Linked DNA regions of Mus musculus: regions 1, 2 and 3 are each linked to region 4. Evidence: chromatin contacts called from public Hi-C data. All regions are on one chromosome and are shown on one strand. Each heading gives the region's core, a stretch centred on a gene start, on an enhancer-like site or on the middle of the called end of the contact. The rest is flanking DNA. Distances are from core to core; before and after follow the strand shown.

Region 1 (7,201 bases), core at 4,434-6,933, 140 kb after region 4:
GGTTGTGAGCTACCATGTGGTTGCTGGGAATTGAACTCAGGACCTCTGGAAGAGCAGTCAGTGCTCTAAACTACTGAGCCATCTCTTCAGCCCCTAAATATCATTTTCTTAACATGGATAGAATGTGTGTATCTTCTCTCTGCCACATTCACATGCCCAAGTCCTAATTCAATTCAAAATGGGATGCTGTTCAGAGATGTGTTGAGAGGTCATAGGTCATGAGGGTGGCGTCCTCATCGATGGCAGTTGTGCCTTTATCTGGTGAACAGGAATTTCCTATTTGCCATGTGAGGTTATATTAAGATCATAGATGTCTGCAAGTCAGGAAGAGGTCATCTTCATTGTTAGCAACTTGACCTTGCCTAGATATTCCAGCTTCTAGGATATTTTGCTTGTTCTTCCTCCTCTTCTTCTTCTTTTTATTTTTTCTGAGTGACCCAGTCTGTTGTTTTCTGTTGTAGCAGTCTACACTAAGAAAAATTTCAAAACACATTAAAAATAGTTTCAGTAAATTTAGGATATACAATTAAAAAAAAAGATTATCATTTCATTTAACAGTTTTAAACTCTTTTGTTTTTTCTTCTTTCAAAAACTTTCTGTTTTCTTTTATTGGCCTCTAAGATTAGGACTAGGGTCAGTTTTAAACTCTTATGAACAAATCAAGAGTAGAATTCTAAATTTTTTTAAAAAATGTTTTAGAGTCTTTCAAAAACCTTTCTCCAAAATGAAAAGTATAAATGGGTCTTGAAATTATTTAGTAATATTTAGAAGGAAGATATACTTCTTAAAATAGAAAGCTCAATGTATGAGATAAAGTCAGTATTGGACACTGTATGTGTCCACACACAAATAAAAAAATAGATAAATAAACAAACATATTCGAAAGTTTAAAAAATTGTATGTTTCATGAGGGATTATAAATGGGCACTCTGAAAGCTACTTGAAAGTAACCGAATACTTGAAGATACACATATTCTATTACCATGCAACTTTAGTTCAAATTAATACCAAGCCTAGAGTGACATGTATATGTGTGTGTGTGTGTGTGTGTGTGTATATATACAGGCACACACACATATATACGTATTCATAAATAACTCTATGTAATTATATATATGCAACTCATTGCATATATACACACATATATATATGCAATGGGAATTACATAGAGTTGTTAATTGCGAATTTATAACTGATAGCACACAAGTGTAAATACATACAAGCTCATTATGAACCAATTGGATAAAGAAGTCATAGAATATCTATTCATTGTCACACTGACAATAATCTGTAGTTATATGTATCAGCATGGAAAAAAAACATCAAAAGTGAAATAATGAAACATGTTTGCATTAGTGTTATTGTTTAACTCTCCCAACAAGATACTAAATTGTATGTGGGGATGAAAATATGCTCAGGGCAGAGTAAGATGGAGTGACCAAGGAAGCAGACGAGGGCGGAGCTTGGGAAGACAGAAGTATTTATATTCTATTTTCTTAAAAATCTCAAAAATAAGAAAGGGTGAATGAAATGACATTCAATAATTCAGCAGATGGTGTAGCTGGAGTATCCTATACTGTCCTGTTAATTTGTGTTAAGTATACATCACTCGCTTAGCACAGTGAGTTTAAACAGAAGGCTTGGCTTGAGCGGAAAGCACGTGGCTTTATCTGTCCTCTGACCTTGAATCTGCCTGGTAAGATCACGGCTCCTCTTCCCTGTCTAAGTTAAGCAAGGTTTTAAGTGTATTGTCACAGGTAGATTTTTACGAATCAAATGCCTTACAATTCTCTTTAAAAAGTTGAGTTTAGCTTTCCAACAATACAGAGATATACTTGTGGAAATGTCAAGTATTTGTGGAGAACCCCACATTTAGAGATTTTGTTATTTAGTTGGTAAATAAGTAATGGTACTTTTCACTGCCAGGAATGTGAGAAACCAGTACCACAGATAAGGACCATGATGCAAGCCAGTGTTCCTGCAAATGAAGAACTGTTTGTCCACTTTAGCAACTAGCTTTAATTGCCAGCTTAGTATAATCTAGAATCATCTGGGAGGAGAATCTCAATCAGGGATTATCTACTTTGGTCTGTCCTGGGGCATTTGTGAGGAATTGCCTTAAGTTAATTGACAGGGACTGACCCAGCCCACTGTGGGCAGCACCATTCCCTAGGCAGGGAGTCCTGGATTGTGTAAGAGTGAGATGAGAACAAGGAAGCGAGTGGGCATATAAGCATTTATTTCTTTCTACTCTTGAATGTGGCTGTGATGTGATCAGTGGCTTCAGGTTTCCACACTTGTGACTTCCTCAATAGTAATGGCTTAAAGCTGGAATTATAAGTTAAAATAAACCCGTCTCCCTACAGTTTGCTTTTTGTCATGGTGTTTCACAGAAATGAAACTAGAATGTCAACACATTACTGTGTAATTCTTGCTAAAGACTAGGATCATTGAACATGTATGAGTAATTGCATGTGTGTGGGGGGAGGTCAAAGGTCAACCTCAGGTATTACTCTGAGAAACCATACATACATTTTGTTATTTGAGTCTCTCATTGTCCCGAAGCTCTGGCTAGCTAACAAGTTCCAGCAATCTGCATGTTTCTGCCTCCCTAATACTGGCATTACAATCATATCACCACATCTGGATTTTAAGCATGGTTTCTAGGCATCTACCTGAGGCCCTCAAGCCTTTCAGCAAGCACTTTACTGACTGTGCCATCTCCTCAGCCCTCAAATGAGACACTTGTTCCAAGGCCAAAAGAAAAGTCTACTTTTCTTCAATTAAAAACTATGCATATATTTTCCTAGAGAATTGACCCCCAAGTTTTAGATCTATTTTAGAGAAAACTTATTTATTTATTAGAATAAGATGTCAGTTTTCTCTATGTCATTCAAACAGGAAGAAAATAGGTTGGGAGAAATAGCTCATTAAACTTTAAATATCTGTGAAGGTTGAAATGGTCTCATAAATTGCTCAATCGCCTGTCAGTGTTTTCAACCTACCCAGTGAGAAAGCCACATGAAGGTCTTGAAACTGACTAGTTCATGGGTTCCACTTCCTGTTGTGAGGAGGAAAATGTGTCTTAAGACTCTGTAAAGCTCTCAAAGGTTGTTTTCATTACTTCTTGTAGAACAGTTGGGGGTTTCATAGTCACATCTATCAAGTGAAACTGAAACCCTCACTAGTTTGTTATTTCAGTTAGCAGCTTTGCCGTGAGGAAGGGCTGTCAGGGCAGGGTTGGATGGCAAGGAGCTTGCTGGAAGTGATGGAACACTGCTCAGGGGACTGTTGACCTGATGTGGATGTCCAACTCTCAACCCAGACTCAGTGCAAGAATCTAGCTGTAGACCTGGGACTGATAATAGGAGACATGAAGACGCACAGTTTTGACTTGGATTTCTCTGGAAACCACCTTAGGCTTGATGGTGGAGCTGAAGAGCCAGCAGTGTCCCTGGGAGCCATCACACAATGGAGACTCAGGTCCCTGTTCCATGCACCAGGAGCCAAAGAATACAAAACCTCTTCTGTTCTTTCCTTCCAGACTTCAAAGCTGTTCCCCAGGCATTGTGTCCTACTTGGGGGTTCTTTTTAAAAGCTGCTGTTGCTGTTTGAAACAATGTAGTTTCATCTTGTTTACCTGGGCTTCCAGCCTTCTAGGAATCAACTTGGCCATCTCTGCTTTTTCCCACAACCCTGGTTCTTAGTTACTTTGCTTGCCTTTTAGGATCCCAGAGTCCCCAAGTCTTACCTACAAGGAAGTTCATTTATTACCTGTGTCATCAGCCCCAGCACTCAATTTGGACAATATTGTGTGACCAGTAGGTACTAATTGGGTTTCTTGATCTCAGGATAGTGGTGTAAAAATAAAAAAAAAATAAATAAAAAATAAAAAATTAGCCCAGAGACTAAGGAATAGTAGAGAATCGTAGACCAAGAAGTTGGTAGTGTGGGAAATATTCGGGGAAGGAAAGATAGATGGAGCTCCTTAACAGGACAGTGTGTTTAGACTTGATTAGCAGGCCATGACTGACACATGTTGAATCTGTTTAAAAATTGCCCTCAAAGAGATCAATCAATGATCCAAGGGAAGAAAGGATGTTTCTAAAACAAAACAAAACAAAGCCAACTCAGGGTTTCCCTGGTCTTGTATCCATGAAGAAAAACAATTTAACCTCAACTCCAACCTCCCTGCTGAGGGAAATGGGAGTCATCCTTACTCTAAGATGATGGGTTTTGCTTATTAAGTGTTTGCTTATCTTTGTACACTCCATGATGCATTGATATGTGGTTATTTACAGGAACAGGATTTTTAGTTATCAGAATATTTTCACAAATAAATCTTGGCAGATATGCTTGAGACTTATGGGATTAGAAATCATACATACATACACACATACATACATACATACATGCTTACATACATAATACACACTTACATACATGCATACATACATACACACATACATACTTACATACATACATACATACACACACATACAAACTTACATAAATACATACACACTTAAATACATGCATACATACATACTTACATACATACAAACTTACATACATACATACACACTTACATACATGCATACATACATACACACATACGTACTTACATACATATACACACATACAAACTTACATACATATATACACACATGCATACATACTTACATACATACATACATATTTATGGGCTTAGAGTGACTTTTCCTTGGGTAATATTGAGTGAATTTTCCTTGTTAAATCTTGGCCTGTTGCTTTAAAAAAATTCCTATTTTCAGTATAGGTTCTATTCCCTTGTAAACATATGGCAGAGCCACAGCTGCCATCCATCAGTAGTTAGATATGTGGACTTCTAGCCAGATGCAGCCAGAGAACCATACATTTCATGAAGTTACCTACCAACTTTTAGAACATTTTAATTGAATGCTTAAAAATTAAAAAAAAATCTCTGCTTGTTAACATAAATGAAATCTATTTAAACCTGAAGGATTTTAGCATAGATGCCGTGGAAGAAAAATGAAGTTTTCTAAAGCTAAAATTCTGTCTAATGTTTGTATACATACATGTACACAGACAGACAGACAGACACAGCAGGAGAGGCATTTGCAAGCATATTTTTTCCTTTGGGATTCCCAGTGTTTTTTGGAATCTGATTTCATATGACTTGATGAAAATGTGCTGTGAGAAATGTGTGTATTTTGTATAAATCCTCATGTCTGATTTGAATATTTGAATATTTATCTTCTATAAGACATGTGAGAAATATTCAGAGATAAAGATAGAATGAGATATGTATATTAGGCTGCAAATAAGAAATTCTCAATCGAGGGGCTTTAGAGTCTCTGAAGAGTCCAAGAAGAGATAAATAATTTTTCCTGCATATTAGCAAGACCACGAAGTTAGTGTGATGTGAGCATTTAATAGCTTGAGATGGAAACAATTATTCTCCAGTTTTACTTAAAATAGTTGATATGATTTAGAAACTAAGGGGAGAAAGAAAAGATAATTGTTTCTTGAAATGTATTTCATGATGTTTTCAAACTTCAACAAAGCCTGTGCCATGCTAACCTAAGCAGTAGCAAGAGCTGCTTGTGGGAGGAAACAGGAAGCGGTGCATACATGCCTGTTACTCTTTTTCCCAGGTTCGGCTCAATGTATATCGATTCTAATTAGCACATTTTGTGCCTCAGCTGGTAGCTTCCCTTGAGCTCTGCTTGGAGAGGCTTTTTTTCTTTTTTAGAATCCACCCCGCTCATAAACACTGCCACCCCCTCCCTCCCTCTCTCTTTACAAATGTTACAACACAATCAGAAATTTTCTCTTTTCTTTCCTTCCTGCATTTCCAGCAGGTTCCCTTGCGTCAGAAGCCCAGGAAGAAAACTCAAGGTAATTCGATTCCTTTTGTTCCTTTATTCCTTTCTTGTCCGTTAGTGTGATTTTTTTTCTCTCTCTCTCTCCTGGATGCCTCCTTGGGGTGGGTTGGGGTGGGGGGATCAGATTCTTGACTGTCTGAATCTTAATATCAGGAGATGGGTGCCAGATTAATTTTTTTTTTTTTTTTTTTTGAGAAGCTGGCACTGAGTCCGGGAAGTCACCGTGTTCCTAGGTGGGCTTTAACCCTTCCGTTCCTATTGCATAACTGCCTCTGTTATTGTGGGAAGAACCGGCGTGTCTACCACAATGTGGCTTCCAGCCCCTGAGTCTAACGTTTTCAACTTACTCTCTTTAACTCAGGTTCTTAGACCCATACTTGCATATAAGTGTCTTTGCCCGGGTTTTCTAGGCACGGAATGGAGGTTTAAAAATAGAACAGATACATGATTTTTAAAAAAATATTCACTTTGCATGAATGAAAACGTCTAATCCTCGCCGTGCAAAAAGCTAAACCTTGCCTTTTATTTTGTCACCTGAGTCCGGGTCACACTCACCTGTCCATGCAACTCTTGCAGGGTTTTTCAACATGAGTCGGAGAAGGATATCCTGTAAAGATCTGGGCCACGCTGACTGCCAGGGTTGGCTGTACAAGAAAAAGGAAAAGGGAACTTTTCTAAGCAACAAATGGAAAAAGTTCTGGGTGGTGCTGAAGGGCTCATCGCTGTATTGGTATAGCAATCAAATGGTGAGTGACCTCCTCCTGCCCTAGCCCCTTTACCAAAGCGTGGCTTCCAGAGTGCTGGCCGGAGGATGCCCATGCGGAAGGGATTCTCTGCGAGTTGGAACAGAGCAAGCTAGCAGATTTGTTAGGGGACTCATTTCTGCCCCAGGAACCATGTAGGTTAATGAGCTGTGCTGTTCGGGAGAAGCCATCTGGCTTCATTATTCTGATTGGAGAGGAAGAAAAGGGGCCCTAAATATATCCTTGCTTAAGGAAAGAGCCCTCGGGTTCCCCTGATTTTATTATTTTGTGAGATCCTAATAGTTTCAGGATCTGTCTGGATATCATTTGTGTGTGTGTGTGTGTGTGTGTGTGTGTGTGTGTGTGTGTGTGTGTGTGTGTGTGTGGTGGTGGTGGGGGAGGTTGCATTGCTAAGGTCTATTAAAAAGGGACTCAGCTTTGCCCTCTATTGAGGATATTAATCCATCAGTTCAGGGAGTGATCTCCATCCTTTATCCACTACCTTCTCTTCTCCTGAGATGGGTTGGTTTGGGATGGCTAACCTGTATGCCAGCCTTGTGGAGGGACTGG
Region 2 (6,936 bases), core at 2,746-5,245, 230 kb after region 4:
AGCCAAGTTCTGCAAAACGTTGTGAGTGGAGGAATTTCTTCCTTATTAGCTACTGGAACTGGACGCATGTTGGCATTTGTGGAACACAAGGCTCTTCTTAATGTTGATGTTCTATTTGCTGAGCACTTATTTGCAGAGTAGAGCATGGTGGGGGCAGAGAATGGATAGCCCAAGGAGGAGGCATTTTTCCTGTTCTACTCAGAGGTCAGCTTCATAAGTTCATGCTTTACGTAGGGCAGGGGATGTGATTAATATGCCTCTTCCTCACAATGTCTAGGAGACAAACTATCACATGACCTTTGGAGATGTCGTTCCCCCCCACCCCCAGCTTCTCTGAACAGTGGTAGGATATTAATACCCACTGTAAGGAATGTTATATTAAGTTTACCCCTGCCTGTGGTGCCTAGAGCCAGCATGAATTCGTGTCCAGTTTTCCTGGGATCCAAATTCTCAAGGTTATTTCTGAGTTGTTCTTAACTTGGAGAAGTACCCGGACCAGCAAAATGGGATCATTTTATTTTTGTATGTTTATGTGTCAAATGGTGTGAGATCTGAACAGTGATCTATGTTTCTTATTTAAATATATTTATAGAAATGCAAATTATAGTGTTCTAAAAGAAAGTGTACTATTATGTGTTGATATATAGACTATACATATATATGTGTGTGTGTATATATATATATATATATATGTCTAGAAGCATATCATTTTTGCTTGAGAAAAATAGGTATAGTAGTGACTTACTGGTATTGTATTGCACTATGATATATAAAGAATGCTCAGGAAATCTCGAGAGAAAACCACGGGAGCATGTATTAATAATTACTAATTTTCTGAATGCTTTCTTTCCATTACAACCCCACCCTCAGCTCCAGAGATCTTACATTTCAATGCCTGTTACACATCATTTTCTTAACTAGCTCCTTAGGTTAGCTCTTCTATTCACAAAGGTTAAGCTTTATGATATTTAGTTGCCATGAGTTGTAGACCCAAAGAAACACATCTCACAAACTATTGAGCCAAATAAAATATAAACAATATGATTCCTAATTATATACTAATAAAAATTAAAGTTTGTCATTAAAGAGATCTCAAGGAAAAACAATATATTAATCATAATGACAACTTCTAAATCATAACCTTAATTCACTGAGGACCTATGTGTGTCTCACGTGCCCTTTGAAAATTGTTGACGTATATATTCATATCATAACATCCCAGGTGGCTCGGCAAACTCAAATAGAAATAGCCACCTGATCTATATCTATAAGGTGAATAGAAAGAATTGTTTATTATTTCCCTGTACTTCACCAAGACTTTTTTTGTACACTGAAATGAAAACCAGTCCTTGCCTTAGGAGGGAAAAGTAAAGAAGCAGCAAAAAGAGAAGCAGAGAGAAGCAGAGAGAGGCAGAGAGAAGCAGAAAGAAGCAGAGAGAAGCAGAGAGAAGCAGAGAGAGAGAAGCAGACTCATCAAGTGGCGAGACGAAGCCTGGGGATGAGCTGAGAGGCCCTGCAGGGCCCTCCATGGATCCATGCAGTTGGAGATGCTAATGCCTATCAGGACTGATTCCATTTCCTCCTGTGGCTAGTAGCTGTTCAGAGGGCAATGTTTTGGGGTTCACAGTGAAAGGAAGCATTGGGGGGAGGCAAATTAGCATTGGAACAACCTTAGCCTGGGAGAAAATATCCACTCATGTCTTTTATTAGCAACTCCACTTTACAGACCTCCATCCTCCCCCAAGTGGAAGCCCCAAACACTTTTTATGAGGGCTGATTGCTATATTTAAATGTTTTACGTTGGCTTTCCACTCATAGGTATTTAACTGACCTTTGAATGTAAACTCCTTTAGGAACATTCAGATCTAAAGGCAAAGTTGGTTCGTGAGATTGCTTGAGCAAGTCATAGGGTTAATTTTCCAGGCAACTTCAAGAAAGTCAGAGCAGACATTTCTGCTTTGGTGGAACCAGCCTGCTGAATGTTCCCAAGTCAGTCTCAGCCGTGTCCTGACCTCCTGGGCACAAACCAACCACTCTCTGTTCCCCAGTTCTGTAAATTAATACTTCTTCACTCTGGGCTAAGTTTAGTCACAGCGTAGGGGTGCTTCTGTGGGTACCCAGCCTCAGCTGTGATCCTAAGAGTAGGGTGAGGACAGACGAGGTGAGCAGGAGAGTGAGTGACACTTCTGGGTGAGGACAGAGAGAGCGACACTTCTAGAGACCCTCAGTGAAGAGAAACCATGAGGAGCTATCCCTTGGCCTCAAGTCTCTTCTCTGGTTCAAGAGATTTGGGAACTATAGATCTCTCCTAGTTAATGGCTGGGAAATGGACTATAGGTAGTGTGAGCCCAGGGGAGACTCTTGACTGTGCCTCTGGAATGTACCAGAGCACCCATCTCAGGACACTGGTGGTGGATCTTTGAGCACGAATCTTTTAGAACCCATGGCACTGGTTAAGGATGAGGCTTCTCTGGGGACTTTTGGGGAGGCAGGGCTGAAGGAGGACTCTTTCTTTCTGATCTGAAGACCCAGATGAGAGCCTGGCAGAGGACCCTCACTAGTTGAGAAGTTGCTAACACACATATGTCGCACGTTTTTCTGTTGTTTGCAAGATGTCTGTCATTTATAAGAGTTCTTAGCTTTCCCTATCGCTTTAATCTGAGGTTAAATTCAGAGTCCCAGAAAGATGCTGGAGCGAACAGTTGCAGGATTCCAACAGGCCAAGAAAGAGGTCAGGTTTGGAGTCATATTTTCAGTGTGAACCCATGCCTTATATTTGCATAGCTCTTTGAAGTTTGCTAACTGTATGTTCCAAACCCCCTTCCCTGCGTCCTACCACCCCATAGGCTAATCGGGATGATTGTGAACTATGGGTGTAATGAAATGCCTGGCTCAAAGCCCCAAGTGGTACAGCCGGAATCTGAGTTTGAATTTCAGGTCTGTCAGCCCCTCTGCAGAGGAGGAATGCTTGTCTCCGCTTAGCCTGCTGGGGGATCAAATGGTCTGACTTGGCCCCTGTGTCTATTACTCTGGGTTCTGCACACCTGGCTCCTGCGGCTTCTGCTGAACCCCCAGAGGCACTGCTGTGAGCAGTGTCTCCCGAAAGGTCCCGCTGCCTTGCCACTGGGTTTTCTGAGAACTGGAGCTTGGCCTGATTGTTGTTTCTTTTAGTCCGTTCTATAAAACACACTATGTTAGCACTGTGAGGACTTTAAAGCTAAAGGATACAAGTCTTTTAAAGAGCTGGAAAATGCTCATTTTTCTAATTTTTCCTTTTGAGATGCGAACTGTCCTGTCAGGTATCAGAGACTTAGGGATTAGAAATGAGCCACGGATTTGTGATGAGGCTCATTCCCTCAGGGAGGGTTCAGACCACATAGTCACACAGAGGGAACAAAGGAAAAGAAAAATAGTTTTCAGTCTTTTGAGGAGAGGTACTCTGCCGATGTAAGCCATATTTAACTTTACGGACACAGGCTGCTTGTAAAAAGAGAAAGACAATATTTTGGAACAGCGATACAAATGATCTAGGTACAAAGAGTGACTGTTCAAATGTCACATTATATTGAAGCGGTACTCAGCCCAAATGCAGGTTTAGAATGTAGTTCTGCTTCCCACTAACAGAATAGGATACACAAAGAAGATTTCCAATCTCTTTTCCATCAAACATTTCTGTATACTTACCCACAAAAGAAATTCAATCCAAGATGTAGGTTACTGCCAGCTTAAGGTTTTGTCATCCATAATAGTAAATTCCCCTCAAATTAGATTTTCTAATCTCTGTGAAATGGATGGGTCAAAGGGATGTTCCATTCACAGGAAAAAAACCTTCTCAATCACACCATATCACATGGAGCACAGGAAATCAGACCCTGCATTTAAAAAGAAACTTCTCCATTTCCTTCGTTGTAAAGAAACTTAGTTGCTCTGTATTGATGTCTCTTTAGCTTTAGTCCAAAGGGAAGCATGCCCCATGGAGACATTTAACACCCTGTAATAGAAACCATGGTTTAAGTCACACATGTTCTGCTGTTGCATGATGGGGATGGGGTTCAACAATGTATGGTATGGGGCAAGATGTTACTGTGGGGTTGATACCTTATCTGTCATTGTGCTTTTGGTTATTGTCATCTCTCTGTTTTGAGGAAACTGAAAACCGAGGCATGCCTCATTTCCCCTGTTCCCTGTTCCCCAGGATGACTTGTAAGATAAAGATGAAATGCAAACTGTCTAGTAAAATGGTATGGAAAAAAAATACACTACTTGTGTTCATTTTCTGCCTTCCATTATTTCTTCCTCCTTGAAGACTAAAATAAACAACCCCAAACCAGACAAACCACCACCCACAAAACAGTATGAAAACACTAACCTGTAGCTGAGTTTTTGATCTTCAACAAGGATTATTTCGCCCTCTGGTGGTCAAAATGAAGATAACAGATTTCAGAATTGTGATTTTTAAAAGATAACTTTATACTGGGACTTATTTCTACACTAACCTTTGTGGTCTTTCTCAATGTCTCTCATTTTACAGACTTACTGTAAAATAACATGATTATTTTAAAATGTGTCAAAGGTCTGCAAAATTTGACTTGTCTATTTCATTAACATTATTGGTTACCTACATTGTTTAGAGAATTATTTTTTTTGAAATGCAGATTAAGAGTTAGAACCAAGCTGGACAGTGGTGGCACACACCTTTATTCCCAGCACTTGGGAGACAGAGACAGGTGGATTTCTGAGAGGCCAGTCTGGTCTACAGAGTAAGTTCCAGGACAGCCAGGGTTACACAGAGAAACCCTGTCTCAAAAACCAAACCAAAACAAAACAAAAAAAGAAAAAAAGAGTTAGAACCTGCCACGGACTGGCCCCAGTCAGTCTCTCTCAATCCATGGGAAATTAGGGTTCCAGATAGATGGGCATGGAGTTGGTGATAAAAAAGGTGATAAACGGACATAGACACAAGGGAGTGCTGTATCTGGATGTATTTTCTCAAGTGAGCACCAGTCTTATAATACAGACGAATGTTAAAGAACATAAAGAATCTGCATTGGTTAGTAACAATGTGGATGATAGTATCCTAGAATAGTGGCAAAGGCCAGAAGGCCACACTTAACAATCTAAGCAAGAGCCAGAATTAGTGTAATGGCAACTAGTTTGGAAACAGTGGCCAGGGTCAAGGCTATCACCAATTGTAGTCTTGATCAAGAAATTGCCAGTATAATAAGGTATGCCGAGATAAGGAACTCTAGTCATCAGGCTGATGATATAAAGAATAAGATTAGATACATGACTTCAGAGAATGAGAGCTAAGTATTTAGGTTCAGGGGGTGGGGCAAGTCAGGATCTATCACTCAAAAGTAAAGGGACAGTGACTGTGCCTTGCTTTTCTGCCAGCAAGAAGCATGCATTGTGCTTGGTGAGGCCTGTAGAAGCTTTCAAGGCAGCAGATCTATATGGAAGAGTTTTCTGACTTCCTTACATGATGTGAAAGTATTCTACTTTTGGACAAGAATGAGTTGTGTGGCAGGAGCAAGCTGTGCATGTGTCACATCTTACACTAGGAGAGATGTACACAGTACAGAAGGCCACAGCATGGATTCACTGGAAATCAATCTTAATACAAGATCCATAGTACAGATTCCAAAGGCTCTGAGTGAGGCCACAACATCAAGAAAGAGTGGGTAAAAAATGCTTCTGGCATGCCATTTAACCCCGGCAGAGTGTCCAGTCAGGGGCACAGGTAACTTTGTAGCCAGAACTAACTCTCAAGATGTAGGTACTACTAGACAGCCATTTGAGGTAGCTCAGAAGCACTCCATTATAAAGTGGAAATGATACATTCAATATTGGTTTAAATACCTGTCTTAGTTAGGGTTTCTATTGCTGTGATGAACCACCACGACCATAAGAAGCAAGTTGGGGAAGAAAGAGTTTATTCTGCTTACAGTTCCATATCACTACTTATCATTGAAGGAAGTCAGGACAGGAACTCAAAGAAGGCAGGAACCTGGAGGCAAGGGCTGTTGCAGAGGTCATGGGAGGGTGCTTCTTACTGGCGTGCTCCCCATAGCATGCATGTCCTGCTTTCTTAAAGAACTTGTGACACTAGCCCGGGGTGGCACCACCCACAATGGACTGGGCCCTTCACCACTGATTGCTAATTGAGAAAATGCCTTATAACTGGATGTCATGGAGGCATCTCCTCACCTGAGGCTCCTTATCCCTGATGATTCTAGCTTGTGTCAACTTGACATCAATCCAGCCAGTGTAGTACCTAAGGGGGCGCAAGGAAACTGAAAAGGTGACCCCAACATCTCTGTCAATTTCCACTCCAGCACACTCACCTCTAAGTCGGCCCACATGCATCTCATGGGGCCATTTCTCATTGTTTGGCAGAGGACAAAAATGCTTAAGCTTAATTTGTTAATGGTTGGTTCACTATATGATGGATGAGTATTGTCTTATAGCCTTACCTATGGGTGACTTTGTAAGTCAGTGGTAGAAGAAAAGCTCCCAGCCTGGGGAAGGCATGCCTTATGTACCACAACTGACCATCCATTCTGTGTGGAGAAAGCATGGCCCAAGGGACATGGAGTTCTACAGGGAGACACCTGAGGATGAAGCTCTGGCAGCATAGCCATATATAAGGACCTAATCCCTGTGTTTACATTTTACTATCCATAAGATGGTGTGCATTTCTGGAGAAGCACTGAGCACTCAAGGGCTCAGAAGGAGACGACTGCCTTGGGGATTGTGCATTATGATCATGAACAGAGAGAAGCCTCGGCAGCAGAGGTAGAGGCTACCATGCATGTCCCCAAGAATGTACATGCTAGCTGAGGCTGAAAACTACTACAGCTGCAAAGCCTTGTCTGCATGTAACAAAAGAACAAAAGCACGTGAGTTCCAACAAGGTATATTATTTATCTTGGCAGT
Region 3 (6,585 bases), core at 3,211-5,710, 140 kb before region 4:
AGAGTGTACCACAGAAAGTTCCACGAGAAATGTAAATGAGCCAATTTTGAAACAGTGTTCAGTGTGTGAGAGGTTTGTGGAGAAGAATGTTGCTTCGTTATTAAAACTGGAACACGAGGGACCAACAAGCAGAGAGGAGTTTCAAGTTGAGAAGTTTGTCCCTTCTCCCAGATTGCAAAAGAGAGAGGTCAATGAACAGCAAAAGCAGTGAACAGCAAATGCGGCTCATGCTAAGGCCTGCCAGAGATGGCCTGAGTTAGTTAGCAGAGCCACAGGGAGTCCTTAGTAGACACACTTCAGGAATTCATGTACTATTACAGAAGTTGGCTGAGATCTATGGATCTCTTTGTTTGTTTGTCTGTCTGTCTGTTTGTTTGTTTGTTTTTGAGACAGGGTTTCTCTGTGTAGCCCTGGCTGTCCTGGGCTCTGTAGACCAGGCTGGCCTCGAACTCAGAAATCTGCCTGCCTCTGCCTCCCGAGTGCTGGGATTAAAGGCGTGCGCCACCACGCCCGGCTCCATGGATCTCTTGACAGAGCTCACATTGATTTCTTTTTTATCCTCTTGAGATGTCTCAATGAATAAAGACACTTGCTGCCAAGCCTGAGGATGTGAGTTCAATCCCCAAGACCCACATAGCAGAAGGAGAGAACTGACTCTCGCCGAGAATTGTCATCTCATCTCCACCATGGGCACTGTGGTGCTCTTGCTAAAGGAATGCATACAGGTTTTTAAACGTTACAGACAAATCAATACAAAAGCCTCTGACACCACAATTTTCTCCCAATCCTTTATTCCCCCCCCCCTAAAGAATCCGTGTCTACAAAAGCTAAGTGTAAAAGCAAAAAAAAGTATCGAGCACCTGTCTTATACATCGTTTGGTATCTAGAATTTCACACACCTCTAAGATGGACCATGTTGCTTGTGAACCAGTGCCCGAGACTATTTAGATGGTAGGTGAGAATGTATATTTGAAAGTACCAATCTTTTCTTTACACAATGTCTTCACGAGAGCCCAGGAAATACCTCCCCTGCTTAGGCTGTGAGAGATAATCTTTGTTTCTGCTTATGATATCTGTCTTACTTTCTGTTGCTGTGATATGATACCAAGACCAAGGCAACTTATGAAAGGAAGCATTTAATTTGGTCCTCAAGATTTCAGAGGGTGACAGTCCATGACTATTATGGGTGAGGAGCATGACAGCAGACAGGCAGACACTGTACTCGACCAGTAGCTGAGAGCTCATACATTTTGACACAAGAACCACAAGGCAGAGAGAGAAAGCAAGAGAGGGACATAGCCAGAGGCAGCAGCAACAGAGACAGAAAGACAAAGAAACAGACAGAGAGACAGAGACAGAGAGACAGGGAATGGCCCCCAGTGACATACCTTCTATCAAGGTCACACCTCCTAATCCTTCCCAAAGAGTTCCACCAACTAGACCAACTATTAAAACATATGAACTAGTGGAGGCCATTTTTATTTAAGCCACCATAACATCTTATCCTGGTGAGATCTTGTTTACATCAAGCAGTAGTCATGAGAGGAAGTAACAGGGAGGAGGCACAGGGTGACTGAATTGGGGTAGGACGTGTTAGTGTGCAGAGAACTGTTATTTATATGTTGCATACTAATTTCAACATATCCTCTGCTCCCCTCTGCATCACTTTGGCTGCAGGTTATCCCAGTAGAGCAGTAGCCTACTGTAGGACTGCAGGTTGTCCCAGTAGCCCTGCACCCTCCATGGTGATCCTCCCTTATCATCTGTATCCTGGGCACAACTCAGTCACTAAGCATCTGAATGCAAACAGCTTCCACTCAGCTGCTGCCCAGAGGCAGAGCATATTTCATTATAGCTTCTCCTAGTTGGTATTCTCAAAGGACCAATTGCAATAATCAAATAATTTGACCACTGTTGAAGGCATCAGGGTTTAGAACCCAAAAAAACATGTGAGAATTAAATATCACTCTTGATAGACTACCATAGTAACTTACAATGCAAATGGCTTCTGTGTCCCTGTAACATTTAAGATCAGTACTGAAGAAGCTAGTATGGTCTACGTAGCCTGTTCCTGGCCAGCCAATGCTACATAAAGAAGACCCTGTCTTAACAAACAAACCAACCAACAAACAAGTATCAGTTCTCAAGTTTGTCAAAATTTTCATTGCTATGACAGATAGGAAGACATGGGGTTAAAAAAAAAAGGAAGACATGGGGTTTTTGATGTTGTTGTTGTTTAGAGATTTGTTCATTTATTATATATAAGTACACTGTAGCTGTCTTCAGATACACCAGAAGAGGGCATCAGATCTCATTACAGATGGTTGTGAGCCACCACGTGGTTGCTGGGATTTGAACTCAGGACCTCCGGGAAAGCATTCAGTCCTCTTAACCACTGAGCCATCTCTCCAGCCCCAAAACATAGTTTAAAGGAGGAAAGACTTATCTTGGCCCATGGTGTCTGAGGTTTGAGCTCATTGTGACAGAAGAGCATGTGGAGCAGAGCAGCTCACATATGGGAGCCAGGAAGCAGAGCAAGAGGTGTAGAGCATGTCTGTGGCAGTTGTCTTCTTCCTGCTTTAGGTCTATCAAGTCCTCAGCTTATTGGATACTGTTACCCACATTGAATGTGGCTCTTCCCACCCTAGCTGCTGTCCCACATGCCAGTAGTCTCAGCAAACACCTTCCCAGGACTCATTCAGAGGAATCCTTAACTAATGTCCCAGGCACCTCCCAAGCTAATTAAATTGACAGTCGAGATTAATGATCACAAGTGCCTAGTTTGAAATCAGAGAGCAATGTCTCCTAGACCCTAGCATCTCTGCACTCCATGTTTTGTTTGCTGTGCCTATCACCAGCTGGGACAAACTTTGCTCACATGACTCATGGGAATCACTCAGTTCCCTGGCATCGCTTTGTGAGTGCCCAGCATGGGTAGTGTGAGGCAACTCAAAACTGGATGGATAAAATGATTCTGAGGTGTGTTTTCTGTGTATGGACTCCATTGCGATGTGGCTGAATTTTCACGAAAGGGCTGCAAGTGTGTTTGGTGGACTCTGATGGAATTGCATAGGAGGAACACATGTATTCTCTCTCTCTCTCTCTCTCTCTCTCTCTCTCTCTCTCTCTCTCTCTCTCTCTCTCTCATCTCCACCTCCCTTTCATCTTTTTTCTCTCTTATTTGTGTGTGTGTGTGTGTGTGTGTGTGTGTGTGAGAGAGAGAGAGAGAGAGAGAGAGAGAGAGAGAGAGAGAGAGAGAGAGAGAATATTGATAGATATCTCATTTGGAAACTAGGAATCAAGAGAGTTCTTCTAGGGGCTCAGGAGATAGCTTAGTCTTGTTAAATTAGCAGGAGGACCTGTGTTCAACCCACAGAACCCGTGTGAAAGCCTAGATACATGATGTAATTATAATCCTGGCACTGGGGAAGGAGAGACAAGCAGATCTCCAGGGCTCCCTGGTCAGCCACAATAGACTAATCTTTCAGTCTCATATTTGAGTGAAAGACCCTGTATTTAAAAACCAGGTTGGGGGCTGGAGAGATGGCTCAGTGGTTAAGAGCACCGACTGCTCTTCTGGAGCTGAGTTCAATTTCCAGCGACCACATGGTGACTCACAACCATGTGTAATGGGCATCTGATGCCCTTTTCTGGTGTGTCTGAAGACAGTGACAGTGTACCCACATATATGAAATAAATATGGCTAGAGTGAGCAGGGCTGAAACAAAACAAAACAAAACAAAACAAAACAAAACAAAACAAAACAAAACAAAACAAAACCAGGTAGGTAGCTCATGAAGAATGATACCTGAAGTTGACCTCCTCCACACATATGTATGGAAACATGAATACTCATGTGAATATTCATATGTGTACATATAAAAGAGACATATGTATGCACAGTGAGTTTTCCTAGTAGATATTATCCAAGTATCCATCTTGCAGCACAGTTGTTGGAGAATTTCCTTTATTCAGGCAGGCCTCAGTATTACTGCTTCTCTCCTGGTTTATTTCTTTAGTTGAAAAAACCACATGCATGGATATATCCCTTTTGTGAATCAGAAGAGACTGGTGCAATTAGACCCATTTAAGAACTGACAAGACTGAAGGCCTGAGATCTTGGGACTAGATTAAATTCGTGTACAGCTAATGTGCTGGAGGCAGGTCACTTGAGGTCACCTCAGTGAGATTTCCGCCAAACAGGAGGCCATCTGGTCTGTTAATTGAGGGCTTTAGGGTTTCTTCTCTTGTTTTTGTGTCTTGGGGGTTGGGGGGGGGGTAAGAGGGGTAAGAGGTTTTGACCCACGGAGTAAGTCAGCTGGCCACAGGGAAACAAACAATTACACCTTCTCAGGGCGTTAAGAGACAAATGAGAGTGAGCCACCACAAGGAACAGTACGGACTGTCATTTCCAACTTCATTTGGCCCTTAAGCTGCAACATAGTTTTTAAAATGATGTCATCTCCTTGTGACAGTAAAGCTGACCAGGCAGCGATACATTTGGATGACTCCGGATGTTGTTACAGTGTCTCATTTCCCCTCGTGGTAGCCACAAAGTTACTGAAACAAAAGCATCCTTGCAGATTTCGGGTACCTGGTTGGAATTTTCCTGGATGCCCAGCACTTTCTGGCAGCAATCTGACTGATTCAGAAATGTGAATAAAATAGGTGCTTTGGTTTAGACATGCCTCCAAATTGCAAGATAATTTCCCTTTAACCTCGACAGCTGGCAAGGACAGAAAGCTCTGAAAATATCATTCCATTAAGCTTGTTTGCAAAAAGCCTCACCACAAAAATGCTACTTGGACAGCTGTTTCAGACACACAGCTAAAAATGAAGTTACTTAGGCCCCTTCATTTTATACTTTCCTTATGTGTGTGTGGTAGGTGTGTGTGTGTGTGTGTGTGTGTGTGTGTGTGTGTGTGTGTGTGTGTGCAGTGTGTGTGCATGTGCGGGTGTGGAGGCAAAGGTCAGAGGTTGACCAAGGTGTCTTTTATGATTGTCCATCTTATTCATGAGTCTTTCTTAATTCAACCAAGGGTTTGCCATTTCTGTTAGACTGACCAGTGAGCTCTAAGGTTATTCTTTGAGTGTGTGTACAATGTTCCACCTCTGGGCTTGTGGGAAGATAGCTTGGTATGTAAAGTGCTTGCTGTTCAATATGAGGACTTCAGTTCAGAGGCTCCCCTACCCCACCCCACCCCCACCCCCAACAAACTTTATATACCAAGCTCTCTCCCCATCCCTTCATCTCATGTTTTTTTTAAAAAACTGATGGATTGTATGAGACAGCTTATCTGATGGGATTTTTTTGTTTGAGAACATACTTCCAAATCTAAATGTTTGTCTTGAATCACATTGTTGAAGTATAGAAACGATTGATTGTGCTTTCCTGGGAGTTAGGATGAATTTCACAGGGCTTTTGAATCCTTTCATTCACTTTCAGTAATCTTGTCATCCATGTTTGAGCTTTGTATATACAGCTCTGAGTCCTAGAAATGGTTAAGATTTTTAACCTCATACGTAGCTTTAAAAATACAACTTTACGCTGGCAGTGGTGGTGCATGCCTTTTATCCCAGCACTTGGGGAACAGAGGCAGGTAGATCCCTGGGAGTTTGAGGCCAGCCTGGCCTACAGAATGAGTTCCAGGGCAGTCAAGGAAAGCTATGCAAAGAAAGCCTGTCTCCAAAACTACCTAAATAAATAGATAGATAGATAGATAGATAGATAGATCTTTATTGCAGTGTAATTTCTATAACATTTAATTCAACTATGTAAATATGCCGTTCAGTGACTTAGAATATTGTCATAACTTGAATATATTTGAAATAATGTCCTCTAATTTGCTTTCTGAATATACCTTATACAACCTCTCTGATTTGCTATGTGTTCTAAACATGATAAGAATATAGAAAGAGCAGAAGAGAAAGATGAGTGTGAAAACCTGTCTCTTCTCCAGGAAATAAATACTGATCGTTGTAGGGAGCATTGCTAGTTTCGTCTATAAGGATTTCTTGGATATCTGTCTGTTCTCTCGGATACTTTGGATATATCGGTAGGCTGAGGGTTGGACTGGGCTGCCCTGGGGGGTTTTTGCTAGGGTTGAAGAATTTGGAAGCGTTGCATATTTTTATAACCAAAGCATTGACTTGTGTCCTGTGCCTGTTCAGATGGGTCTGGTCCATGCCTCAGCTCTGAGTTCTCCTTAACTCAACTGACTTTCCTCCCTCCCCCTCCCCCTCTAGTAATGCTGAGTTCATATTTTCCATAGCTGTTTGCTGTTCTTTGGGATTACACATTAATCCGTCCTGAATAACCACCTCGAAGCAACTTACCTCTCTTAACAGTGCTCAGGCATCTAAGGAATTTTACAGGGCTGATGGTATCGCTGGCCTTGACTTATGCCGGCAGCACACACTATTAACACACTTAAGCTTAATGCATCAGAAATGTCATAGTTAGAAAATGAAATCATATCTCCAAGCATATCTTAGCCCTGGTACAAGGCTGTGATTTTCATAATGAGTGGAAAGAGTCATCTCCCCCGGGGCTAGGGCATGGCAAGCTTGCGTATGAATGGCATC
Region 4 (6,289 bases), core at 3,282-5,781:
GAGGGATTTTATGCAGACATCCCACTTAGCGCTGAGTGTTCCAGGGTCCTTACTTTCTGTGTAGTCAGTGCCTGGTTGTGGATCTCTATACTTCTTCCCATCTGCACAGGAGGAGGCTTTCCTGATAATGGTTGAACAAGGCAGTGTGCAGAATATCACTAGGAGCCATCTAAGCAATGATAGAAACACATTTTTTTCCATCTTTGGTTTATTATTTTAAGTAGAGTTATGCAAATATAAAGGTAAAGCATTCCGGCTCTCCTATTCTGCTGGGCCATTGTGTTACCTCTTGGTCGTTGAAGGAACCTGAATATATTAGCCACTTCATGTCATATTACTGAAAACTCTTACAGAAACAACTTTAGAGAAATGTTTATTTGGATCACAGTTTCAGGTGTCATGTGAGGAAAGTGTGGCAGAAAGGCTCTGACCTGAGGCAGGAGGAGGCTGAGGTGGAAGCATGCTTACCTGGTGATAGACCAGGAAGCAGAGAGCAGCTGGAACCAGGAGCTGGACTGTACCCTTCCAAAGCTTACCCCAAATGACCTCTTGTCAGCTGGGTCCCGCCTCTTAAAGCTCCCACAGTTCCTCAAAGCAGCAGCAGAAGCTGGGGCACTATTACTAAGAACACAAACCCCTGGGGAACATTGCGCAGTCTTACCACAACATTCCATCCCTGTTTTCCTAAGGCTCGCTTCCACCTTATAATACACAAGGCATCCACGCCAGCCCATCATCTTAGTAGTTTTGGTACTGTTGGGAAGTTCAAAGTATTCTGAGATTCAAGGACAACTCTGTGAGCCTCTATTGAAGTCAAAAGGGAAGTTATGCCCTTTTAGTATTCAATTGCAGCATACACATTCCAGAACAGCACAAGACTAAAACCTAGCCAGGCAAAGCATGTCTAACTCCACATATAACACCTCAGTAGCATAGTAACGTAATACATGCTTCAGAGGGCTTGGCCATCTTGCTCCATACCCCTGCTCTGATTGCAGGCACGTGGCATCTCTTAGAGTGGCTCTGTTTGGTATCTGCAGTCTTCCTTGGCAGATGATCTTCAACTTTCTGGGGTTTCCACTACAACTTAGGTTCCACATTCTTAGCTCCACTTATTCTATTACATTATACACTGGTTAGCCTCATGGCCTTTCCTTTAAAAAACAAAACAAAAAAAACCTGTGGGTAAACCATCATGACCCTTTAATTCATGTGTGCTATGAGCCATATGGATAACAGTGAGTTCCCCTGCAGCTGGAGAAGTATCTTGCTCTGATTGGACCCCAGTTGCAGCCACTTCTGAGTACTAGGAAACTGTTATCCTAGGCAAGCTAACTTAAAATTGTACATGTATGTGTACATGTGCAGATGTGTGTTTCTCTATATGTGTGTGTGTGTGTGTGCAAGTGTGTTCATGTTTGTGGTATCTGTCTGTGGTGTGCACAAGTGTGTATATATGTATGTATGTGTCTGATGTGTGCATGTGTGTGGTGTCTGTGTGTGGTGTGTGAGAGTGCATGCATGCTTGTGTGTGTTTGTGTTTTTTGTTTGTGGTGTGTGAGAGTGTGTGTGCTTGTGTGTGTGATGTTTGTGTGTGAGTGTGTGCTGTATGCATGCTTGTGCATTTGTGTGTGTTGTATGAGTGTGTGTGTGTGTGTGTGTGTGTGTGTGTGTGTAAATACATAGGTGCCAGAATGGTTGTTGAGACTAGAGGGCAACTTCGAGGAGTTGGTTTTTTAATTCCACCACGTGGGTTTCAGGAATTGAACTTGATAGTAAGTGTCCACACACACTGAACCATTTCACAAGCTTATATTTTCTTTTAAAGGACAGTTCTTAAAATGGGTTTTCAGCTTGATACCCCAAAGCCTTTGATGGGGAGGTCAGTGTACCTTGAGAACATCTCAAGGTACTTCATCACCCCAGGGAACAGTGTGTGGCTTCATTTTGTGGATTGTCTAATAACCAGGGAGGCTCTGTCTGTAGCTACAAACAGATGCTCATCTTTTTCAAGTCTTTGTTTTGCCTTATCCCTTGCTATGGGCTACTTAGGTTACACGTTGGTGAAGAATTTGTCTATGTTCTTCCTGTGTCCTGAGGATTAACTCAAAAGGGCGAGCATAACTAACCCAGAAGAGAAAGAAGAGTTAAGACAGTACAGCACTCAAGTTGTGGGGCGGCCCTTGCTCGATGCTTCGATGCTTCGAGCCATGTTTACAGTAAGAGCGAGTGGGTATGGCCTGCAGAGGACCACCCATTGTGAGAAGTGTCTTCTAGTCAGGCCTCACTTCCCAAAGGCTCTCAGCACAGTGCAGCCACTGAGGATACACAGTCAGTACATAAGTTGGCAGTGGAGACGTGTTGGCATTTCTCATCGAACCATCATAACGCTGATGGCAAACCCCTGTGGTTCTCTTTGGAGGGCCAAGCCCTTCATAGGTCTTTGCAGGGCAGAGAGCTGGGTATGCATGTGTTTGGTGGCAGTGTGGTGTTAGATCTGGGGGTTCTTGTCCTGATAGTTTGTCTTTGCTTGAAAACAGGGGAAGATGCCCTCTGCCGGTACTTCAGCAATGAGCGGATCACACCCATCACTGAAGAAAGTGCCTCTCCTATGTACCGGTTCTCTAGACCCCTGACTGAGCGGCACCTGGTCCGAGGTGCGGACTACATCCGAGGGAGCAGGTGCTACATCAACTCCGACCTACACAGCAGTGCCACCATTCCATTCCAGGAGGAAGGTTCCAAGAAGAAATCAGCCTCCTCATCGGCCAAGGCGTCCTCTGGGGAGCCGTCGCTGCTGGTCAGCTGGCTGACTCGCCTCAAGCTGTTGACTCACTGAGGTGGCTGCTCCACCAGCTTCCTGCCTGTCTCCTGCTAGCAAGTGCCTTCTTCCTCAGTGGACAGCTTCTTTAGACTCCTTCCACAGTGCTCCGTGGCAACTTTACTTCATTCCATTTTTTTTAAGGTTGTATACTGTTGTTCCTGGAGTGTTCAAGTCAACCAGAGGGCATCAAATCCAGTGGATCTTAGGTGCCATCTGTGGAGGCAGAAGGAAGGACAGACATGGCACAGCCTGCCTAGTTCTGCCGTCCCACTGTGGGAACATGGAGACATGCTCTTTAAAGTGTGGTGTTGGTCAGACAACTTAATGTCAGGAATTGGCAAAATTGTTCACTTTTGTTTTCTTGGACAGCGGGGACTGAAATTGATGGGTTTTGTCGCATAGATAAAACCCATAGTCAGTTTGTGGTCCAACTTCTGCATCTGAAAAAGCCAAAGGAGAAAAGCCTTTGCTTTGATTTTTAAAGCTATAGAACATATTTATAAGTATGGCAGCGTCCGCCACAGAATGATGTGTGTGAGGCTCTTTGTAGCAGGGCTTTCTTTACCTACAGATCAGCTGTTACCCGCGCCCAGCCACCCCCCCACCCCCCTTTCAGTAACAGCCTCCATGTAGGTGAGCCAATACACAAATTCACGAGCACGCTTTGATGGAACTTAGCATATGCAAAGAAGTGTGTGCTTTTTGTGAATGGTGTTGCAGTTGTATATGGGAAAGGAGCTATAAGATTTGCTGACAGCCAAAGTGTATTGTTCAGGAAGCAGAAGCAACCAGAGTTAGAGTTATGAGGCATTGGTCAGTTTGCAGTGTTGATCTGTTTGATGTCTGTGTTCGAGGGGGGGGGGGGGAAACCTACAGTCCTTCCCAGGTGTACACATTTTTGCTAATTAGAAATATCTTGGAAAGCCTCATCGTCACTGATTTTCAACTAGGATCAGGTATTTTGAAAATGTGTGTCTGCATATTAACTCTTGTTTAAAACTGAATGTACAATATTTTGCTAGAGTGGAAAAAGCCCTATCTTGTTAATTTAAGTGTTTTAAATAGAGTTGTATATTTTTCTTACTCTTAGTCACACATAATTGAAATGTTTCTGTTTTGTGTCATATGTGAAACCCAAGGAAAAAGAGTATTCAACGTGGTTTCAGATTTACAAGTGACCCACTCCTGGCCGTTGGCAGTGTGGGCACTTATATTAAAGACGGAAATAAATTCTTCCAAGCATTTGGGATTTTATGAATTTGTGGTAGAGGAGCGAAAGAAACAAACGTAAATGACACTACAGAAAAGAAATGTTCCAAGGTATTCCTAGGCAGAGCTGAAGCCCAGCGTCCACATACTTCACCACTGGGATTGTCCAGTGACCTGCCTGAAGTGCAGTGCGCAGGATGACTGGAGTTAGTAAGGCCTCCCCTCCCCCCATCTTAAATGCCTCTGTGGCAGTGTTAAGGGGCACAGTAGCCACCTCTGCCAGTGTCATTGTTTTTACACTTACAACAACATATTCCCAGCAGTGTCTGGGGCACTTCAAGAAACTAATCTGTTGGCTGGGGGTGGGGGGTGGGAGGGCAGCCCCCACAAACAGGATTGAAGAGGCTTCTGTGGTGATTCATTCAGTATATAGCGCATGCCTGTGAGCAGAGTACAGGAAAGGGCAAGGAAGGAGCTGTGTTCCAGGAGCGTTGGCCCCTGCCAGTTTCCTGTTGACCTGGGCTCTGTGCCCAGACACGATGCTTGCTTTGACTCTCTGGTCTGGAAGATGGTTACAGTCCCATTGCTTAATGGTGTGCAGAGCTTCGGACAGCATGGTTAGTGTGATGGGCACTTTTCTCTGCAGATGTCTCTTCTAAATTGAAGGAGCGTCCTAAGAATGGATTCTCAGAACTCAGACTTAACTCTTGTCTGCAGCGCTCAACTCAAATTATTACACCAGATGGTGCCTCCCTCCCACACTCTTCCTGGAAGCTCTGGGGGAAGTCCAGGGAAAGTTCTGGCTTCCTCTACAGCCTCCACAATGTCTCTTTTCTTTGTATTTTCGTCTGAGGTTTTTACCTGAATTATGTTTAAAAACTCTATCGCTGCTAAAGGATTTTGTAAAACTCTGCTTTTGAAATATATAGCAACAGCTAATAGTAGTTCCTCAAAATGGGGAGATATCTTGGTATATAAAGAGCTTGCTGAACAAGGAAAGCGCCAGAGTTTGGATCCCTCCGATCCCTGCAGGTGTGGTAACTCTACACCTCCTGCACTCCCAGGCTGTCAAGATGAGGGATCCCAGGAGCAGGCTGGTCGGCTAGACTGGCTGGAGTCTGCAAGTTCTGGGTCAGTGAAAGATCAGCTTTCAGTATGTACGATGGAAGGGCAGCCAAGGAAGGAACTCGGTGTCTGTGCGCACAGGTCTGCACATGCATGTGTGCGCACAGGAACTTCCTGGTGACTTCCTAGTCCTGTCCAACCTGACCCTACCCCATCACCCCCCATACACACTTTTGTTGTTGTTGTTGTTGTTTGTTTTTTGAGACATGGTTTCTCTATATAGCTCTGGCTGTTCTGGAACTCATTCTGTAGACCAGGCTGGTCTTGAACTCAGAAATCCGCCTGCCTCTGCCTCCCAAGTGCTGGGATTAAAGGTGTGCGCCACCACTGCCTGGCTTCATCCCCCCCCCCCTCCCCTTTAAAGAAATGTTTTTCACTTAAACATTTTTAAATTCTATTTTATTTTGTGTTACTTTAAACATCTTAAAGATTTATATGTTTAATTATGTTCTCCTTCCCCAAGTCCTTCTAGATCTTCTACCCACTCCCTACCTACCCAACTTTAAGTTCTTTCTCAAGGAACAACAACAACAAAAATACAAAAACAAAAGCTCCAAACAAAAAAAACAAAAACACAATCATAAACCAAAAAAAGAAAATCAATAACAAATGAACCCAACCCACCACACTGTAGTCAAATAAAAGTGTCCACACACACACACCAAAACCTGTAGAGTCCACTGTATGTTTGCCAACTACTCCTGAACATGAAGCCTGTCCAAGTGTCACTCTTGGAGAAAACTGATTGTCCCTGTCCCAGCAGGTAAGAATGACAGTGGCTAGGTTTTCCATTCATTCATTCATTCATTCATTCATTCTTTTTTTTTTTTTAACAAAATATGATTTAAGTTAAAAACTATCACATCAAATTTGGACAAGGCAAAGCAGCAGAAGGAAAAGAGCCCAGAGAAGGTACAAGAATCAGAGACCCACTCACACTCAGGAATCCCATAAAAACACTAAGCTGGAAGTCATTATGTATTTGCAGAGGATCACTGCAGACCCCTCCAGGCCCTGTGGGTTTGTATGAGCTTTGCTCACATTGATTTAGACTTAGAGGATCTTGTTTTGCTTAAAGTCCTCCTTGTTTTATAACATCACGACAATCACCAAATGCAATCATGGATGATA

Evidence for each region. A called contact is a pair of places that touch in the nucleus more often than the background predicts.
Region 1: a Hi-C map of cerebellum shows a contact between it and region 4, with 1.8 times the contacts expected there. The contact joins the promoter of Ipcef1 here to the enhancer-like site in region 4. A contact is called at or near these places in 5 of 484 Hi-C or Micro-C datasets (brain, cerebellum, cerebral cortex and 1 more), 1 of 115 datasets of contacts at active chromatin or transcription factors (CD8 T cells) and 2 of 9 other capture datasets (adipose tissue and pancreatic islet).
Region 2: a Hi-C map of regulatory T cells shows a contact between it and region 4, with 1.9 times the contacts expected there. The contact joins two enhancer-like sites. A contact is called at or near these places in 1 of 39 promoter capture datasets (the C10 cell line), 2 of 15 datasets of contacts at CTCF or cohesin (the NIH/3T3 cell line and large pre-B cells), 79 of 484 Hi-C or Micro-C datasets (B cells, the C2C12 cell line, ECoMG myeloid progenitors and 36 more) and 7 of 115 datasets of contacts at active chromatin or transcription factors (astrocytes, embryonic stem cells and large pre-B cells).
Region 3: a Hi-C map of embryonic fibroblasts shows a contact between it and region 4, with 1.5 times the contacts expected there. The contact joins two enhancer-like sites. A contact is called at or near these places in 4 of 484 Hi-C or Micro-C datasets (cerebellum, embryonic fibroblasts and tail fibroblasts) and 1 of 9 other capture datasets (adipose tissue).

What each region holds. Positions count from the first base shown.
Region 1 is chr10:6,978,947-6,986,147 of GRCm38.p6, reverse strand. Ipcef1 (interaction protein for cytohesin exchange factors 1) reads left to right here and starts at 5,683. Exons shown (of 9, transcript NM_001170800.1): 1 at 5,683-5,901; 2 at 6,465-6,634. The coding sequence starts at 6,476. It also overlaps a transcript of Oprm1 not described here.
Region 2 is chr10:6,883,115-6,890,050 of GRCm38.p6, reverse strand. Ipcef1 (interaction protein for cytohesin exchange factors 1) reads left to right here. Exons shown (of 9, transcript NM_001170800.1): 9 at 1-3,686. It also overlaps a transcript of Oprm1 not described here. Among named protein-coding and RNA genes, the nearest start is that of Ipcef1, 94 kb to the left of the region's middle. Within about 2 kb of position 3,995, at least 5 of the 459 cell types and tissues checked have an H3K27ac peak or open chromatin away from gene starts, as enhancers often do. A contact at or near this core is called in regulatory T cells, where this site is marked.
Region 3 is chr10:7,258,531-7,265,115 of GRCm38.p6, reverse strand. No RefSeq gene overlaps it. Among named protein-coding and RNA genes, the nearest start is that of Cnksr3, 50 kb to the right of the region's middle. Within about 2 kb of position 4,460, at least 40 of the 459 cell types and tissues checked have an H3K27ac peak or open chromatin away from gene starts, as enhancers often do. A contact at or near this core is called in cerebellum, embryonic fibroblasts and tail fibroblasts, where this site is marked.
Region 4 is chr10:7,116,838-7,123,126 of GRCm38.p6, reverse strand. It overlaps Cnksr3 (Cnksr family member 3), which reads left to right. Exons shown (of 13, transcript NM_172546.2): 13 at 2,541-4,065. The coding sequence ends at 2,839. Among named protein-coding and RNA genes, the nearest start is that of Cnksr3, 92 kb to the left of the region's middle. Within about 2 kb of position 4,531, at least 140 of the 459 cell types and tissues checked have an H3K27ac peak or open chromatin away from gene starts, as enhancers often do. A contact at or near this core is called in CD8 T cells, adipose tissue, cerebellum and 3 more, where this site is marked.